Linked DNA regions of Rattus norvegicus: all the other regions are linked to region 2. A link is a contact called in public Hi-C data. All regions are on one chromosome and are shown on one strand. The core of a region is the stretch at or near the end of the contact, and the rest is flanking DNA. Distances in the headings are between cores, read along the strand shown.

What was found. A called contact is a pair of places that touch in the nucleus more often than the background predicts.
Region 1: a contact with region 2 is called in a Hi-C map of the A7r5 cell line, with 4 times the contacts expected there. The contact joins the promoter of Rpl29 here to the promoter of Glyctk in region 2. A contact is called at or near these places in 3 of 12 Hi-C or Micro-C datasets (the A7r5 cell line, kidney and mammary epithelial cells).
Region 3: a Hi-C map of liver shows a contact between it and region 2, with 2.1 times the contacts expected there. The contact joins the promoter of Pcbp4 here to the promoter of Glyctk in region 2. A contact is called at or near these places in 2 of 12 Hi-C or Micro-C datasets (both in liver).

Annotation. Positions count from the first base shown.
Region 1 is chr8:115,946,279-115,949,661 of GRCr8, reverse strand. It overlaps Rpl29 (ribosomal protein L29), which reads right to left and starts at 2,019. Exons shown (of 4, transcript NM_017150.1): 1 at 1,982-2,019; 2 at 1,545-1,589; 3 at 1,188-1,252; 4 at 1-466. The coding sequence starts at 1,581. The coding sequence ends at 98.
Region 2 is chr8:115,679,696-115,682,916 of GRCr8, reverse strand. It overlaps Glyctk (glycerate kinase), which reads left to right and starts at 1,826. Exons shown (of 5, transcript NM_001109449.2): 1 at 1,826-1,871. It also overlaps a transcript of Rpl29 not described here.
Region 3 is chr8:115,970,312-115,973,713 of GRCr8, reverse strand. It overlaps Pcbp4 (poly(rC) binding protein 4), which reads right to left and starts at 1,963. Exons shown (of 13, transcript NM_001191883.1): 1 at 1,808-1,963. It overlaps Abhd14b (abhydrolase domain containing 14b), which reads right to left. Exons shown (of 4, transcript NM_001007664.1): 4 at 2,885-3,402.

The DNA.
Region 1 (3,383 bases), core at 770-3,269, 270 kb before region 2:
TTTGTAAAAACAGCATAGGACACTGGTCATCTGCAGATAGTGTGTAGGTGGGTGTGTCACAGCAGTCTGTCTGTCTTCACACTGGCAGGAGCCTGTTCTATGGGGCCTTCACAGGGGCCTGGGCACCCTTGGGAGCCTGGGCTGGAGCTTTGGCCTGGGCCTTAGCTGGAGCTTTGGCCTCTGCCTTGGTTTGAACCTTGGGCTTTGGTTGGCAGAGCCTACGACCCTTGGCCATGTAGCTTCGAATCTTCTTCCCAAGCTTGGGGTGAGCGATGAAAGCCAGACGGCTGAGTTTGCGGCTGGAGCCCTTTGGCATCTTGGGCTTGACAGCCTGAGGCTTCACGAGGGCCTTGATGGCCTCTGCTCGTGCACTCACTGCCTTGGCATTGTTGGCCTGCATCTTCTTCAGGCCTTTCTTGTTGTGCTTCTTGGCAAAGCGCATGTTCCTCAGAAACTTGGGGTCGACCTGGAAAACAGAAAAGATACATGAATTAGCATATAACAGCCCCAGCTCCTTTCCTCGAACCTCTACGGACAAAGTCGATATTTTAAAAAGAGCATTAAGTTAACCTTAACCGTGAAAAGGTCATATAGTGTGACTTCCAGATATCCAGCTGTTTCCTGAGACTCTCCTAGGGCCACCCTCCCTACCTCAGTTAAGAGTGTCAGATACCAAGCCTGGTCCATCAGATTCACATCAGAGCAAGGTTACAGGCAGCAAACAGACCAGGTGCAGGCTCAGTTATCCCCAGTCTTATGCTGGGTATGATCTAATGTACAGAATTAAGGCTGGAGAGATGGCTCAGTGGTTAAGAGCACTGACTGCTCTTCCAGAGGTCCTGAGTTCAAATACCAGCAACCACAAGGTGGCTCACAACCATTTATAATGCATTTAGTTTCTTAGGAGCAAGTTACATCAGGGACTGGGAAAGTCAAAGCTTTTCTGAGTCTGGCAGGGGAGAGCAAGGAACAGAAGGTTCCTTGGGAAGCCATTACATCAAAGGGCAGTTCTAAGAGTCACCAGAGGAGGTGGGCAACACCTTTAATCCCAGCACTCCTGAGTACATCTCTCTGAGTTCGAGGCCAGCTTGGTCTACATAGGACAGCCAGGGCTATACAAAGAAACCCCATCTCCTCCCCAACCTCCGCCCCCATGGGATATTTTATGATCCGCTGTATTTACTCACCCCTTTAAGAGATTCGTATCTTTGTGACCGGGGTTTCTTGATGCCATTTCTGTGCCATTTGCGGGCTGTAGGGTGACAAATATTTACAGATCAATAAAATGAGTTATGTTCTAATAAGACCACCTAACATCACGGTTGGCACAGTCCTTTTGAGAATACTCAAGGAAGGGGTGCAAAGCACTGTGGGCATCTCAAGCAGGTTCCTGGCCCCCAAGTTTGTAATCTCAAAAGTACCTAAATATACATCAGCTTCAGGCTCACCTGAAGGGAGACCTGTCCTCCCTTCAGCTCTAATCTAGTCACCCTAAAGCAATCTTTGCTAGGGTACAGGCACCAGCTAGAGACCAAGGAACTTACACTGGTTGTGTGTGGTGTGGTTCTTGGACTTGGCCATGTCTGCACCTGCAGGAAAGACATGAGATCAGTTCTGGGACCTGACCAGGACACCTCGGCCGCCCTGAACTGGTGCAACGTGAAGAAACCAGAAAAAGGCTGCAGCAGAAGCTTTCCGATTTACGACATCCACCAGCCCGGCCGTACTCACAAAACGGGACCCTACCTCTCAAACGCAAGCAATGAGGTCCTGAAACTAAGTTTGCCGGCCCCAGGGGCCGCTTTTTCCTTCATCCATTCCCTGAGGACGACCGGGCAACCACCCCCGCCCGGCAGTCTCTACGCCCCCATAGTCGAGCAGCCGCCCGCCCTGTCCTTCCTGCGACCCGTGTCGCATGCCCGTGACCCACAGTCGCCGTACAATCACGGATGGAATCGGATGCCGTAAGGCCAACACTCACGGTAAGCCGCGGCTCCCGCAGCGCCTGGGACCGGAAGAGAAAGAGAAAGGCCCGCTGTGCAGCACGGGAAATAGGGCCGACGCCGCCGGAAGGTCCAACGGAAAAGCTTCCCTCACGGCTGGCAGAGAAAAAAGGTTCCAAGGCCGGAAAAAGCTGAAGCATAGACAGGGGAGGGGTTAGAGCCTGACCCCGCCCTCTGCAGTCTCACGGATTTCTTTCTTTGCTTAACTCCTCCCCCCTGTTTTTGACAGGATTTTTCTTGCTCTGTAGACAAGGCTGGATTATAACTCTCCATCATCCAACTGCATCCTTATGTTTCTAAGGTTAAGAGCGTGGTCCTCGCTTGGACCACGACGGCGGCCAGCCCTGTGTCTGTCCTCTTCCTTCACTTCCTCCAGTGCCGACTTCGCTCCTGGGCCAGACTTAAAGACCCGAAAGCCAAGGGAGCCTTTGAAGGATGAATGTTACAGAGCGAAGAATTTGTGTTCTTAAAAACCTCACCTGGCTCCTGTGTGTAATGAACTGTAGAGGGCAGAAGAGAGGAGGAAGAGCTGGGAGCTGAGTGCAGATTGCCACACAAGGGTGCTGGCTGCCTGAAAATGGTGAAGAATGAACTAGGAAAAAGAATAGACTAGATTTGGGATGCCGAAGATGACAGAAAAGGGGCAACTGTAGTCCAAGTCTGGTTCAAAAGCGTACACAGAGTGGCAGTTTTGCGGTTTCTTTTTACATGCACTAAATGCGAGATGAAGCCGGTGTGGTGAAACAGGCCTGTAATTGCAGCTACTTGGAGGCTGGAGAATTTAAGTCTGAGATACAACTGAATAACTCAGGTAGACCTTATCTCAAAAACAAACAAAAACAAAACAAAACAAACAAACAAACAAACAAACAAAAACCCTCACCTTATACTGTCAGGATATCCCAGCACTCAGGTAGTGAGTTCCAGAGCAGCCAGGTAGCATGATACCCCGTCTCTAATTGTAGCTCAAGCCTGAATTCAAACCCTGTATCCAAGTGTGGAAGGACAGGATAGACTCCTGAGAGTTGTCCTCTGCCTTAAACACCCACATATAGGCTCATAAAAATAGTGATTTTTAAGGATTCAAAAGCCAGGAGTGGTGGTGGACACTTTTTTTTTTTTTTTTTTTGGTTCTTCTTTTTCGGAGCTGGGGACTGAACCCAGGGCCTTGCGCTTCCTAGGCAAGCGCTCTGCCACTGAGCTAAATCCCCAACCCCGTGGTGGACACTTTTAATCCCAGCACTAGAGAGATAGAAGCATGTGGGTCTCTGTGAGTTCAAGGCCAGCCTGGTCTACAAAACGAGTTCAGGACAGCCAGGGCTGGTTACGCTGAGAAACCCTGTCTCAAAAAAGCCAAAAATGAATTAATTAACTAATCAA
Region 2 (3,221 bases), core at 577-3,076:
CAGGGCAGTGCTCTACCGCTGAGCTGAATCTCCAACCCCCCCTCACTTCTTTAGAGACAATGTCTTCTATGTCCCAGACTGACCTTAAACTGCATAGACAAGGATGACTTTGAGATCCTGATTCTTCTAAATGTTTAGACTATAGGCATGTACCATAAAGCCTGGTGTATGTGATGTTGGGGATCAGACCAGGGCCTTGTGCATACTAAGCAAGTAGTCCATCAGCTGAGCTACATTCCCAGCCCTGTCTTCATTAAGGAAAAAACGATTTCCTTATATGTATAAACGTGTGCCACATGTACGCCTGGCTTCTGACGGGGTCAGAGGACGGTATCAGCTTCTCTGGGAATGGAGTTCTAGAGAGTTTGTAAAACCCTGGGTGCTAGGAACTGAGCAACAAATGCTTTTGACCACTGAAACATCTCTCCAGCTCCCTGTACCCATCTTCTAAAAATACTCCACTGCCATTCCTAAACTAGTCACAAGATGCACTTAACCGCAAGACAAACCCACTGCATGTTTTAAGTTGATCTAATTCTTATTTGTATTTCTATTTCCCCTCTATACAAACAGAAGCCAGAATTTCCCTTTTCCTCTCCTTTTTTTTTTTTTTCTTTTTTAAGAAAAAAGGATTTTGAAACAGGATTCCACTGGGCTGCCAAGACTGACAGGGATCAACAATGTCCTTAGTTGCAAAATGAAAGGGATTTCAAGAAAGGAAGAGAGACGATGCGGAGTGGAGGAAGCATCACATAGAAAGAAAATTTAGATGGGGTGTGGGGTGGGGTGTAGTGGGGTCGTGGTTAAGCTTCTCAATTACACAGTAGTACACACCTGCAACTTTAGTACTCTGGAGGCTGAGGCAGTAGGATCATAAACTTGAAGCCAGCCTCGGCTACAAAGTGTGTGTCTCTGTGTGTGATGGGAGTCGAGGTAAAAAAAAAAAAAAAAAAACCAAAACTTTTTAAAGGAAACATGTTTGAAAGAATCCTTTCTATCAGTAAAAAAAAAAAAAAAAAAAAAAAAAAAATGTACTCTTGTGGTTTTGGAGTCCAGCCAATAGTTGACTTTTGAATGTGGGAAGGCATGACTACATCATAGTGGACACAAGGTGAGAGCAAGGGTAGGGAGGAAGAAGGCTTAGGGTCATTTTGTTTACAGGCAGTTTGCTCTTGTGTGTTCAAAGATCACCGAACAGAAATCTTTTGCTGAGTTAGCTGTAGGTGGTGGCTTATGAAGAAAAGTGGTAAACATCAATGAATTGTCCTGGATGACTTTAAATCTCACTTTAAAGGGTGTGTTGTAGCTCTCGCGCGTGGTTCAGTCCAGTGTCCCATGCCTAAAATTAACAATTGAATAGATTGAACAGGATGGAGAGGGAAGGATCACTACAAATCACCGAGAATCCACTGCAGGAATACAGAAACCAGGGGCCTCCACTCGACTCTTTTCAGGTTTTCAGGCGGTCAGTGAGGTATGAAAGTTCCAAACCACGCTCTCGGTCTCTAGGGAGACCTCAGACCAGCCACTTCCGGATTAGTCCCCACCCACAGAGAGTACTTCCGGTCTCCAACGCTAGAAGTTGCTGAAAGGAAAGGTTGCGTCTCAAGAACATAAATGGTCCTCGGAAGTTCCTGGCTAGGACAGAGACAGATCCAGGGTACAGCAGCCCCTTAATTTCGTGACATCTTGCACCGCGCGCCATTATCCTTACGAAGATTTTTAGGACCCGCCTCAGGTTACGTCACTTCCGGTCACTGGCGGTTGGCCAAGTCCGGACATGATGTCAGTTCCACTTGGATCCGGGGGAAATCGAGGCTGGTCATCGGGGTTCCTCATTTAACAACCGGGGATGCACTGGAGCTGTGAAGGTGTAGTGTTTTAAATAGAGTTGGGAATTTGGCAACTGAAAAATGCAAGTCGTCCAGTTAAATTTAGACTTCCCACAACGTAATTTTTAGTTACAAATAATCCAAAATATACTGGTCATAGTTACAAAAATTTACTTATCCGAAATTCAAATCTTACCAAATGCCCTGTATTTTATCTGGTAATTTTGGCCTATAACAGTTTTTTGTTTTTGTTTCTTTTTGTCCTGAATTCTATTGGGGACCTTCTAGGCTTTTGCCCCACTGTGAAATAGATACAGTGTTCACTGAGGGCTGAGAATTATGTTTTAGATGCTAAGATGTGTTCCTGGGGGAATCCCATCCATGAAAACTGAACATGTTTGCAGGTGTCCCATGGCAGTGCCTTGCGTATTCCTTTCCACAGTAGTTTTGGGGAATGCTAGCAGGGAACTACAAGGTTAAATGTGCAGGTCTGGGAGGTGCTACATTATTTAGGAGCAGGATAAACTGTTACCTGGAGTTTTCCCTGTTAAATTGTACAGAGAATCAGAAAGCCCGAGGTGTCAGGAAAAGAAGAGCATCAGTCTTCCAGCACTGTGGAGAATTGGATGACTTTATGATGCTAGGGATGAATTCTCCCACAGAACTACACGTTCAAGTTCCCCGAGAGTTAGGCTTTGTTGCTTCCCACTCCTCATCTTGCAAAAGAGCTGTTTGAGAAAAGATATACTACACACTTTAAAAAAGCTAGACCCGGGGTTGGGGATTTAGCTCAGTGGTAGAGCGCTTGCCTAGGAAGTGCAAGGCCCTGGGTTCGGTCCCCAGCTCCGAAAAAAAGAACCAAAAAAAAAAAAAAAAAAAAAAAAAAAGCTAGACCCCCCAATCCCTAGGCTCCACCCCCTTCCCTCCATGCTTACAGATACAGTTGTCTTTCGACCTTTTTAAGGGCTTGGATGTAGCTTAGTGGGAGAGTGCATTTTTGTTACACGGACAACCCCGGGTTCACTCTTCAGTACCCTCCTGTCCCTACATTTAGATACCTTTTTACAGAGAAGTCCTTTATTATTTTTGTAGCTTCCTGACCTTTACCCCAAGACCTTTCTGTTTTCCACTCTGCCCATTGGGGAAAATGATTGGGCATCATTACCGGAACCTGGCCTTTGCCTGCTCTAACACTGGGCTGGTTTTTTTTTTTCTGTGAGTGGTGTAACTTGGGACTTGTTTTGCTGTCATGGAGCCAGAAAGGGGTGTTCCTGGCAAGGCTGATCATGACCAACTGTGTGGGTACAAGGGTGTCCTTTTGCATATAACCTTGGGACTTGCCAAAGGTCTCACCTTGAGGCAGATCTTGTAGCTACTCTTGATTTGTGC
Region 3 (3,402 bases), core at 714-3,213, 290 kb before region 2:
GGAGCCCTCCCCCACCATCAAATCAGGCAAAATTCCTCTGGCTTCTGAGTTTTCCAAAGACACGGCTGCAAGTCAAAGGAGGCCCAGTGGACATTTCTGAGCCTATCTTTCTGCTACAGAAGAATAGGAAATCTGAGACAAGACCTGGCCCTGGGGGTAAGGGGAGGAGTTAGGGCTCGTAGGCCTTGGAATATCAGAGACCTTCACCATCAGGCCTCAGAATCCTGGGGTTAGGGGACTGAGCACGTGGGCACGTGAGCACTGAGGACGTGCCTGGTTAGAACTCCAAGTTCCGTCTTCATTCAGCATCCCAGCCCCTGTTCCTGCTGAGTTCCCAGCCCCAGGGGCTCCATGGTGCTGAAGCGAGGAATTTGAGAATTCTGAGAAACCAGACTGGTTCCCCTAGCAGGAAGAGGGGCTGGTAGGAACTCGGGAGTGTGAGATAGGTTTCACAGCATAGAGGTGGGTTCAGCCAATCACAACTGGAAAAGCCTCACCAATCAAGAGAGGGACCTGAGGCCTAGGGAGGAAGGGAGTTGTTTAGAGGACTGCATGGGAGGCATCAGGCAGGCCAGGAGTACCCGTGGGTCCACCTGTACAGCTTAGAGCCCTTCAGGACCTAAGCGTTGGTGATGGAGGCTGGAGGAGAGTGGGCCGATGGACAGAGCTTGTCTGGGGACACAGGGTGGGGCAAGCCAGCCTCTCTGCGGCCTGGGCCTGCCAGGGTGTGTGGGCCGCCTGCTCCCAGCCCCCCACCCTGAGCATGCAAAGAGAACAATCCCCTTGTGTTTGGGCAGTCTGAGCCTGCATGCTGATGAAGGCTATGGGGTGGGGGCTGGGATAGGGGTGCTTTGAAAGTTGAGGGGGTTCCAGGACCAAGAAGGATAATATTCTCAAATGGAAAAACAATAGACCCTCCCAGGTGTTGGCCCCGAGGCCACCAGGGTGACCCCAGTGAACACTAAGAGTCAGAGATCAACTCCTGACCTAAGCTTGGTGTTTATGGGGAAAACAGGGACCCTGGGGACACATGCCTTGTTGGTCCAGGAAGAAGGTAACCATCCTTGGCTTGGTGGGGACCCAAAGCCACGCATTCTGAAAGAAGGGGTGTGAGTGGACCAAGGTACATCCCCCTTGAGGACCATTCCCTTGGGTGCCGGGGTGGGGCGGGGCCCTGGGTGCCACAGGTCTCAAGATGGCGGGCCTGGTTTAGGAGAGTGAGGAGGTGGGTACCTCCCTCTCCTGGTCAGGGATACATCATGCCAGGTTTAAGTATGTAAGAGCCCCTTCGCCTCCCTCTGCAGTACCCCAGCCAAGAAGCTAGGTCAGAGCTAGAGACGGTGAGCCACAGGAAACGGGAGAACACTTTGTGCTCCCAACTATCATCTCCATCCACCTTGGCCTGGAGGTCTGTGTCTGGCTCCTCTAAGGACTGCAGAGAATGGGAAGGGGTGTGTATGAGCCAGGAGCTGCAGAGAATGGCAGATGAGAACAGAGGCGAAGTAAAAACCCGAACCTGGGGCATGAGGTCCAGAACTGAGAGCAAGCTCAAAGGACAGAAACGGCAAACAGGGTGAGAGCCTCAAACCTGGTACCCAAGGTCCAAGAAACCCCTCCCTGAAGTGGGGTGTTCCCCTGGAAAACCAACGCCCCCCACCTGTACAGGCCTCAGCCGCATTGGGCAGAAAGCGTGTTCCTCGCAGTACCCCCAGGCCCGCGGTCGGGTTGTACACAGGAATGGATTCCCCCCCCCAGCGAACCCCCAAACTTCAATGGCCCGCGGTGCCCCGCCCGGCCCGCGCCTTACCTCTCTGGGGCTGTTCTGCGGTGGCGGCAGCGGCGGCGCGGCGGCTGGGCCGCTCAGTCCCACATTGTCCCCGGGAAAGGCGGCCGCTCACAACTGCGAGTGACATCAGCTGCGAACAATGAGGGGTTTGACAGGCGCGGAGCCCGGCCGGCCCGGAGCCCGGCTCCGCGCCCCCCCACCCCCACCCCCCGGCCCGCCTGGCCCGGCCCCGCCCCCTCCCCGGATCCGATTACAGCGCGGCGGGCCCGCCCCAGCAGCCCCAGTGCCGCAGCCGCCCGCCCCGCCCCGCCCCGCCCCGCGCGGTCCGGCGCCCGGAGCATCCGCCGCTTCCGGGAGGGAGCGGTAGACCCTTCCCCTGCGGCTCACCAGGGGCCCCGGATCTTCCTTGTGTGGCTCTCGCCCGGCCTGTCCTTCCCGCCCAGCGCTTCTGCGGAGCTCCCCGCAGCCTTCATCTCAGTCCTGGCCGCGCCTCCGGGCTTCTGTCCCACCGCCCTCCGCCCTGCCCCGGCTCTTGCTTCTTCACCATCCTTCACTCTGGAGTCCAGCCCACCTAGACCCGCCACCTACGGCGTCCGCACTACCCTGCCCTGGTCCTCCCAGCAGAGGTTACCCGACCAACTGGAGGAGGGGCCTGAGATACGTGTGGCCCTTAAGCAACCTTGTCTCGTGATCCTTCAAATCTACTGCCAGATTCCTTTTGGAGCTAGGGTTCTAAGGGTCAGAGTGCCATTAACTCCTTTTACTAGGAAAGGGATAGGGGTGTGTGTGTGTGTTTGTGGGGGGGGGGATAGTTGGGCCCGCCCTTCCCCCATCTCAGAGCAGATATTCTCTCCCCCTCTCGGTAATCGGCTCATGTGGGTCCCACTGACCTACACCTCCCCCCTCGGCTGAGTCTTTTGGCACCTGGATGTGTGTGGGTGGGGAGGGGAATCCAATCTCCCTTTCCCTCCATCTGGCCTAGTGGACAAAGGGCAGGGGGACCATCTGGTCCCGCCAGGGTGGGGGAGGAGCCCACAGTGGCAGTCCCAAGGGGAAGGGGGAGGGGCGGCGCGCTGGAGACAGCAAAAGCATGTGAGGTCTAATTGTATCACTTTATTCCAGGGACCTCCGTAGTCGGTCTCCCTATCCCACTCCCAAACCTCAGAGCAGGAAATGGGCTTGGCTGAGAAGATTCATGCTTGATGACCAGGGGAGGCGTGCAGCCCCCCAAGAAGAAGGGGAAAAGAAAAACGGGGAGGTTGAAAAGCAGAGAGGTGCACCTTCCCTTCTGAGGAAGCAATTCTGGTCTGGGACCAGTTGCAAGGGGTTAGTAAGAGAAACCTAAGGGGTGCTTACATTTTTATTCTGGCAAATGAATCTCTTAAAAGGCTCCCTCCTAGGGGTGCTTACATTTTTATTCTGGCAAATGAATCTCTTAAAAGGCTCCCTCCTTCGTTCGGGGGAACAGCACATGTACCTGTGTCAGCGTGAGATGCAATGCTACACAAGAACGTGGCATTGGGCCAATCATGTGGACCCCTGTGCTGCTCCCAAGGGAGAGGTTCTGTTTGGGTGTGGGATAAATCTAAACAAGCATACACTCGTGTTATATGTGG